Regions from separate parts of the Mus musculus genome. Here region 2 is linked to region 1. A link is a contact called in public promoter capture Hi-C data. All regions are on one chromosome and are shown on one strand. The core of a region is the stretch at or near the end of the contact, and the rest is flanking DNA. Distances in the headings are between cores, read along the strand shown.

The links. Capture Hi-C pulls out chosen DNA fragments and counts their contacts.
Region 2: a promoter capture Hi-C map of adipose tissue shows a contact between it and region 1. A contact is called at or near these places in 2 of 484 Hi-C or Micro-C datasets (the G1E-ER4 cell line and liver), 3 of 130 datasets of targeted methods (CD8 T cells, cardiomyocytes and embryonic fibroblasts) and 3 of 9 other capture datasets (adipose tissue, liver and pancreatic islet).

What each region holds. Positions count from the first base shown.
Region 1 is chr19:32,270,570-32,274,835 of GRCm38.p6, reverse strand. The region is part of intron 3 of Sgms1 (sphingomyelin synthase 1); the gene reads left to right. Among named protein-coding and RNA genes, the nearest start is that of Sgms1, 120 kb to the left of the region's middle.
Region 2 is chr19:32,370,373-32,374,394 of GRCm38.p6, reverse strand. All of the region lies in intron 1 of Sgms1 (sphingomyelin synthase 1), which reads left to right. Among named protein-coding and RNA genes, the nearest start is that of Sgms1, 16 kb to the left of the region's middle.

The DNA.
Region 1 (4,266 bases), core at 461-2,960:
TACATTTCAGAAATAATGATTTCATTACACTTGTGGCTTGTGCTAGGAGAGTACCATGTGTGATAGATTGAATTTGTAGGGGCGGTGTGTGACCAGGAGGTCAGAAAAGTCCCCCTGGGTCATAACCTTCTGCTAGAGATCTGTACAAGGAGAGGGTGGGTGTCCCAAGGCCAGCGAAGGGGAAGGGGACAGGGGAAGGATTCCCAGCCCCTCGAAAGAGCCATAGATGAGGCGGGAAAGGTTTGGGGGTCTGTGCTTTGGTTGGGGTGGACAGCACTATATGTATGGGGGAGAGTGTCTTCCCCCATAGGTGTGCCTGCTCTGCATTTCCCTGATGTCATTGTTCAGGTGACTCTATAGTAGGGACACCTTCCCTCGCTCTACCTCTCTTTGCAGCATTTAGTGATGCCTGACAACCTAGAATTACAAGAAAGGAGTCAATGACACAGGGCTCTGCCCATCCCTGCTGTGTTCAGAGGCCTCATCAAGTAATTGAATGAGTCACCTGTCCCCATCCCTACTGTAATAGAGGCCTAGGCAAGTGCTTGGACGAATCAGGATTTTACTTTTTGTTTCTTTTTGAAACTCAAATGAGTTTCCAGCTAACCTGAGAGGGTTGGGGCTACTGATCCTGTGACAGATTAAGCCTTTCATTTTAACTAAGGACAAGTAAAAAAGATTAATTTTCTTCTTTAAAAATAACCTAATGCAAAACAAAACAAAGCAAAACTTAATACTTGTAAATGGAAGATTTCCCTGGGCTGAAACTGTGAACAGCTCCCCCAAACAGCTCACCTTCCACCCCAGCTTAGCTCCTCTGTGCACAGTTGAGTATGGCTTGCTTGCCTGTCCTGATCTCCAGCTGCCTTTCCCATTCATTAGCAGTTATGAGCAAGCTAAGCAGCCCTGGATGATGGACGTTCCAAGTGTGAACCACAGTTCCCATTGGATGTTTCCTGCCACGGCCTTTGCAAAGTCAAAGAATCCCAGGGGAGCCATCTGGATTCAGGATTTACCTGCTTTCTCTTTTTTTTCTGTTGTTCTTCTTCACAAATTGGTATAAATACCTAGCCTCCACTTCTTCTTTTGAGCGACTGAACCAGACTTTTAATGAAAACAGAAATCTAGCCTTGCATTTCACAGATTTGGGGGCTAAATTATAACATACCCTAGTTCTGCTAAACTAATTGTTTGTATGGGATGAGCCTCTGGCCTTTTGCTTTGCTCTTTTTTACCTCCTGGGGACAGGTCTGGAGACCAAAGATGTATGAAGATAATATGCACAGAAACAGCATGGGTCTCAGTATGTGGTTCGTGATTTTAAAAAGCTAATGCAGAAATCTTTCTCTGTTGGTACTTTTTACAAGATGGGCAGGATCTGTGCTGGCCAATGAGGCTGTGCGTATAATGGTCACAGTTGGAGTTAGGCATCTGTCTATTTAGATGGCGTGGCTGTCATGTATTAGCTGTTAACTGTTGCACAACTTACCAACCTTTCTTTAAAGTGACTCTTGTCACAACAGTAGTATTGTATAAGAAGACCATTATTTGCTATTGTTTGCATTTATTATAATGTACATAATTGGTGCTCTTATTAAGGGCTGTAGCCTGAGCATGATTGTCTACTAGTGTTCCCCAGACTTGCCTGAGCTTATACCGTTCCTCAGGTGCTTGTTAAAAGCAAAGATTCTCAGGCACCACCCAGATACCCAGACTTGCTTCATCAGATCCCCATGGGAGAGGCCCGGCAGAGCCCTATTACACACCCTGGTTTCAGATATTTTGCATGAATTTTTGGTGTGCGTCCATATTTGGTACTGTGTGTTCCAGTCTTGACCAGAGGAAACATGGCCTCTGGTCAGACTCTTGGCAAAGACTCTTTTTCTCAACATGTGTAACATATTCTCACACTCCAGGTTCTAGCTACAAAGAAGAATGGTATCATGTGTGCAACTTGGCTAGCCTGGCATTCTTTCTCTCTCTTGGTGAAATATCCTAATAACCTGCTCAGCCTCAACATATGTATCAACATGATGAGCCTGTGCACAGTTCTGAGTGTTCCCTCCAGATGTGGGTGGGATGGGAACAGGAAGTGCCATGGCGTGCTCTCACCGTTATCAGTGGAGAGCAGGCTGCAAGCTCTACTTTTTTCAGTGGAGACCTGGGAGCCAGATGCTGCATCTTAACCCAGGGCACAGAGATTAGTGCACTCTGAGCCAGCTCTTCTGGAAAAACAGCGTTTGGCTGTTTTTCACACAAGCCTGCAAATTTTTCTCTCTAGCCCAGTTACTTCCTTGTTAGTGACAAAGAAAGGTGGGTTTGTCACATTTTACTCACAGGACTGGGGTTTTGGGAGACATTGCAAATGGGGTTCCCAGCTTGGGGTTCTCATCTTAGCAAGGGAGTACTCTGCATTCCTGCGGAGATGGGGCGATTTTTTTGCCTCCACCTTATTCTGTGAGGATTTAAAGTGATTGATCTTGATGCTTCTGTCCCCCTCCCTCCCTAAGGTCGTGGTTTTACATGAATAGAACTTGACTTGAGATTCGGACGTGGGTTAACCTTGCCTTTCTGTTCTCATTCTCCTCATGCCATAAGGCAGCTTGATGAGTGCTGAGAATCTTATTTCAGTGTCAGGTTCATTTTCTGACCTGTGAACAAGTTTATCCAGGTTTGTGGCGATTGATATAACAGAGGAGTTTGTGTATTCTGTGGCGCCCCTTAGAAAAAGCCTGTGAGGCACCCTTGACAGTAGCATCTGAAGACTGAAAGAGAAAGTGGTTTTGCCCTAGCCCCATGGCATTCTTAGTGAAAAACGCTGATCCACACAGTTGTACAGAGAATTTTAAAAATATCATGGCAGGGATGAGCAGTTGACGAGGGACATGGCTACTCATCATAGCTTGGAGAGAATGCAGTCAGCTTGCTCTTGGTTTCTTTTGCCTTGTGGGTAGATGGAAATCACCAGGCACTCCTTGCGTCTATCCCGCTCTCAGCCTTTAAGCGCTTAGCAGTGGAATGAGCCCAGGCCTGTAGCTTCCTTTACTTCTCTTGCTGTTCTGTTTTGCAATGTCTTTTCTCATTTGTGGATCTTTCCATTGCAGGAGAGACTGGAGGTAGCTGCTCATGTCATTGGTTTACTGACTGTAAGCTTATGCAGGTTAAGTGTTTTTGATTTGCCGTATCTACAGACTGTTTATGTCTAGTGAGCAGCCTCGTGGGAGGAGGGCATTCTAAAGACGCGATGAGGGCTTGGCCAATGATATGTTGATGTAATGAGGAAGCAATGCCTACTCCAGACATTTCCAAATTGCCAGTATCATGTGGAGGGGAGGTTCAGTTACCACCCACAAAGGAAGCCTTCTGCTCAAACAGGTGGAAAAACTCCAACCCTTTCTCTCTCCACCCAGTCCATATACATAACAAAACACAACACAAATGGACTGTGAAACAAGACAGCCAATTTTGTTAAATACCTGTATTCAAAACTATAATTGTGTATGTTATTATATATAATTATCTAGCAAGTAATCCTAAGCCCCCCAAAATTTTAATGATACCATGTATCTTGCCACGTTACTGTATTTTTCATTTCTATAAAAACATACATTTTAATTCAGCATTATAGTTTGTGCACATTTATGTATGTATGCGTGTACATGTACATGTGTATGTTCATGTATATACGTTTGTGTACATATGTGCTACTGTGTGCATGTAGAGGTCAAAGGACAACCTTTGGCGGTCAGTTCTCCTTCCATTGTGGGTTCTGGCATTGACGAACTTCAAAGAGGATTTTTTTGTTTGTTTGTTTTGTTTTGCTTTGTTTTAATCTGTTGGCCTTCTCAGAGGCTCTTAACAAATTTTCTAACCTCTTTGAAAGTGAGGCTTCAATCTCACACCTTCTAGAAATGTCTGAGGCACCTAACAAGACAAAGTATCTTATAAGGACTTAGAAACAGTATACTGATGGGACTTAAAGTATCACTCAGTAGTTTGATCTAAGTGCTAGACTGCAGTGCTACACTCGGTTTTTCACATTTAAAAAGATGTTTTGTGCTGGGCGGTGGTGGCGCACACCTTTAATCCCAGCATTTGGGAGGCAGTGGCAGGCAGATTTCTGAGTTCAAAACTAGCCTGGTCTACAAAGTGAGTTCCAGGACAACCAGGGCTATACAGAGAAACCCTGTCTCGAAAAACAAAACAATAACAACAACAACAACAAAAACCAACAAAAACCGATGTTTTGTTTTGTTTTTCTGTGTG
Region 2 (4,022 bases), core at 540-3,039, 99 kb before region 1:
ACTTTGTGCCCATTGAGAAACATTTTGTTTCAGTAACCCTCACCCCTACTGCTCTGCTGGAGGGGAACTTACCTGGATAATTTCATTCACAGAAGTGAGATTGTGGGTTTGTTTTTTTTTTTTTTTTTTTTTTTTTTTTTTTTTTTTTTGTGATCACTCGCTGCTCCCCACAGCCAGTTAGGTGAGAACAGTGCCTGTCCTTCAGCCTTGGCTCTGAACCATAGCAGTGCATTGGGATAATGGAGTTCAAGAAACCAGAACTGTTTCCCGACTCTTTCTCCATCTGCATCTCGGCTTTCACAGCCGGCAGCGAGCTCCAGTGACTTCCCTACGAAGGACGTCAGACTCCTCGCAGGGTGGGGTAACTCTCAGGGAATGTTGCTTTCCTGTGTCCCCGGTGAGCTACATTTCCTGCATGCGGACGTTGCTTATGAGCAAGCTCTTTGGGATTGTCAGTGAACATGCTGCACAGTGCTAGAAATTTCTTATCCTGAACCAGACTCAAGACACCTAATAAGCAACTACCACATCTTTGAACATCACACGCAAATATGTACAGAGTCTCTCTGCCTGAAGCCATGTTTGTTGTTGGCTGGAGAAGTTTTTGTTTTTCTAGGATATGTCTGGAATGCCCACTAACATGGGACAGTGTCTTCAGAAGTCACCATACATACCTCTGTGCTGGGTCTTGGTCACAGTGCCCAAGCCTGCTGATGCTGTGGCCTTTGTCACTTTATTGATGCTAACATTTTGAGAGAACTTTCTGCTCTTTGCTTCCCAGACCGAGACTGAAGATTAAATTTGGCCACATATGAGATGGAAGGCTACACTGCCAGACCCTGCCTCAAAATCAAAGCACGATAAGAAAGTACATATTTATGTAGTTCCAAAATGTAATAACCCTGTGAGGTGACTGAAATTACTCTCAATAGTTTTCTTTGAAAAATACAAATATCTTTTAGTTTCAAAAGCTGAAGTAAAATACACAGCCATAAAATTTAGGGTATTGAGTACATCATATGATTGTACAGTGATCACCATTGTCTGTCGACAGAGCATTTAATCACCTGAAAGCCCATACTCACTAAATAGTTCCCGTTCTCCCTTCTGCACAGCCTGTGGCAGCTATGGCTTTATGTGTCATGAATTTGACTATCCTATGCACTTGATATGGATTATATAGTATTTTCCCTTTTACATCTAACTTGTTTTTCTGAGCAAACTGTTTTCAGGGTTACTGTATCTTGTAGCATGTGTTCAGATTTCTCCCTTTAAAAGCTAAATAGTATTTCGTAACATCTGTCTGCCACATTGAAATGAACATGAACGAGTGTGTTAGGAACATGTGACCCTGACTCTATATACGTGTTGGTTTGAATCAATCTTTCAGTAATCCTTTAAAAAGTGCTTTCTAAGATAACTGTTTCTTTTTTAAGATTGATTTATTTTTATGTGCATTGGTGCTCTGTCTGCCTGCCTGGGCGAGGGGGGCAGATCCTCTGGAACTGGAGTTACAGTTAGTTGTTGGGAATTGAACTCAGGCCCTCTGGAAGAGCAACCAGCGCTGAGAGCAACTCAACTGCTGAGCCGTCTCTCCAGCCCTGATGGATGCTTCATAGTGGTCGGACACTTTACCCACTTTGGTTCCAGGCATCAGAACACCCAGACACATTGAACTGTGTTGAGTTGATGGCATTGCTGTTGCCTGAGGTGGGAAGCAGCTCTGTAGTCTGTGGACTGCTTTTCCCAGCACACTTGGCAGCAGCTTTGAGCCAGGCCAGTCAGCCTTCTTGGAAATCAGCCTGGTGTTTTCTTATCTTTTGCTTTGACAGCTCTTGCCTGTCAGTACCTCAAGAGGAGAAATCTGGCAATAGTGTTTGCTTCCTCAGTCCGGTCTTAGATGATTAAGCTCTCAGCAGACCTGTGTGGGACTGTAGATAGGAGTTGCAGCGGCTTGTGCATCTTCGAGCTTGTGTTGGGGCAGAGCATCAGCCTTTTTGCAGAGGATGGCAATGGGTTCTGGCAGGGCTGAGGCTCTAGCCTACATGGTATGTTTGGACAGCAAGCATCTTGATTTTGACTTGTATTTTTCTCCAAATCTGTGTAGGAAGGGAGGCTGGGTGGAGACCCTAGAGCACCTGACACCCCTCCTCTCCATCCATGGGCGGTCTAGTGGTTTGGCTGTAGCCCATCTTTCTGTGCTTGTAGATAATTTTTGTGGACTTACAGGAAACCGAGATTAAGTTGCTATTTTGTGGGGAAAGAAAGTGTGGTGCGTTGGACTTTCTTTGTTTTTTATTAAACTGATAAAATTTATTTTTAAATATACAACTCAGTATTGACATTTTTTAAGTCATCAAACTAATTTATAATAGTTAAGTGCCTCTTAAATATACATGATCTCTTCTGAAGCTAAAAGTAATATGCACTCAACCACTTTTAAATCTATTTGGAATATTAAACATGATGGAGGTAGAAAAAAATCTCTTAAGTAGTTCTCTATGAAAGGAAATTGTGACAAGTTCTTGATTAGACAGAAACCATTCCATCTCCAAGGGAGAATATGCAGTGTAACTGTGGCTTCATAGAATGAATTGGGTAGTGTTCCTTCTGTTTCTATTTTGTGGAATAGTTTGAAGAGTATTGGTATCAGGTCTTCTTTGAAGATCTGATAGAGTTCTGCACAAAACCCATCTGGTCCTCGGCTTTTTTTTTTTTTTGGTTGGGAGACTATTTGTCTGTGTGTGTGTTTTACAATTATATAGAAGAGTATTTTAATTAAGCTTTTGGTTTGTCCACAGCATGAAAGCTATCTTTTTCTTTTTTTTCTTATATAACATTTTATTTTATTATTATTAGATATTTTCTTTATATACATTTCAAATTCTATCCCAAAAGTGCCCTGTACCCTCCCTCCTCCCTGCTCCCCTACCCACCCACTCCCACTTCTTGGCCCTGGCATTCCCCTGTACTGGGGTATATAAAGTTTGCAATACCGAGGGGCCTCTCTTCCCAGTGATGGCCGACTAGGCCATCTTCTGCTACATATGCAGCTAGAGACACGAGCTGGGGTGGGGGCGGTTTAGTTCACGTTGTTGTTCCACCTATAGGGTTGCAGACCCCTTCAGCTCCTTGGGTACTTTCTCTAGCTCCTCCATTGGGGGCCCTGTGTTCCATCTTATAGATGACTGTGAGCATCCACTCCTGTATTTGCCAGGCACTGGCATAGCCTCATAGGAGACAGCTATAACAGGGTCCCTTCAGCAAAATCTTTCTGGCATATGAAATAGTGTCTGGGTTTGGTGGCTGATTATGGGATGTATTCCTGGATGGGGTATTCTCTGGATAGTCCATCCTTTCATCTTAGCTCCAAACTTTGTCTCTGTAACTCCTTTCATGGGTTCCCTATTCTAAGGAGGAATGAAGTACCCACCCATTGGTCTTCCCTATTGTTGATTTTCTTGTGTTTTGCAAATTGCTTCTATTTCTTTAGGGGATCCATTTATGGGACTGTTTAGATCATTAATCTGATCCTGGTTTAATTTTGGTACCTGGTATCTGTCTAGAAATTTGTACATTTCAACCAGGTATTCCAGTTTTGTTGAGTATAGCCTTTTGTAGTAGGATCTGATGTTTTGGATTTCCTTGTGTTCTGTTGTTATGTCTCCCTTTTCACTTCTGATTTTGTTAATTAGGATACTGTCTCTGTGCTCTCTGGTTAGTCTGGCTAAGGGTTTATCTATCTTGTTGATTTTCTCAAAGAACCAGCTCCTGGGTTTGTTGATTCTTTGTATGGTTCTTTTTGTTTCCACTTGGTTGATTTCAGCCCTGAGTTTGATTATTTCCTGCCCTCTACTTGGGTGTGTTTGCTTCTTTTTGTTCTAGAGCTTTCAGGTGTGCTGTTAAGCTGCTAATATATGTTCTCCCCAGTTTCTTTTTGGAGGCACTTAGAGCTGCGTTTTCCTCTTAGCACTGCTTTTATTGTGTTCCATAATTTTGGGTATGTTGTATCTTGATTTTCA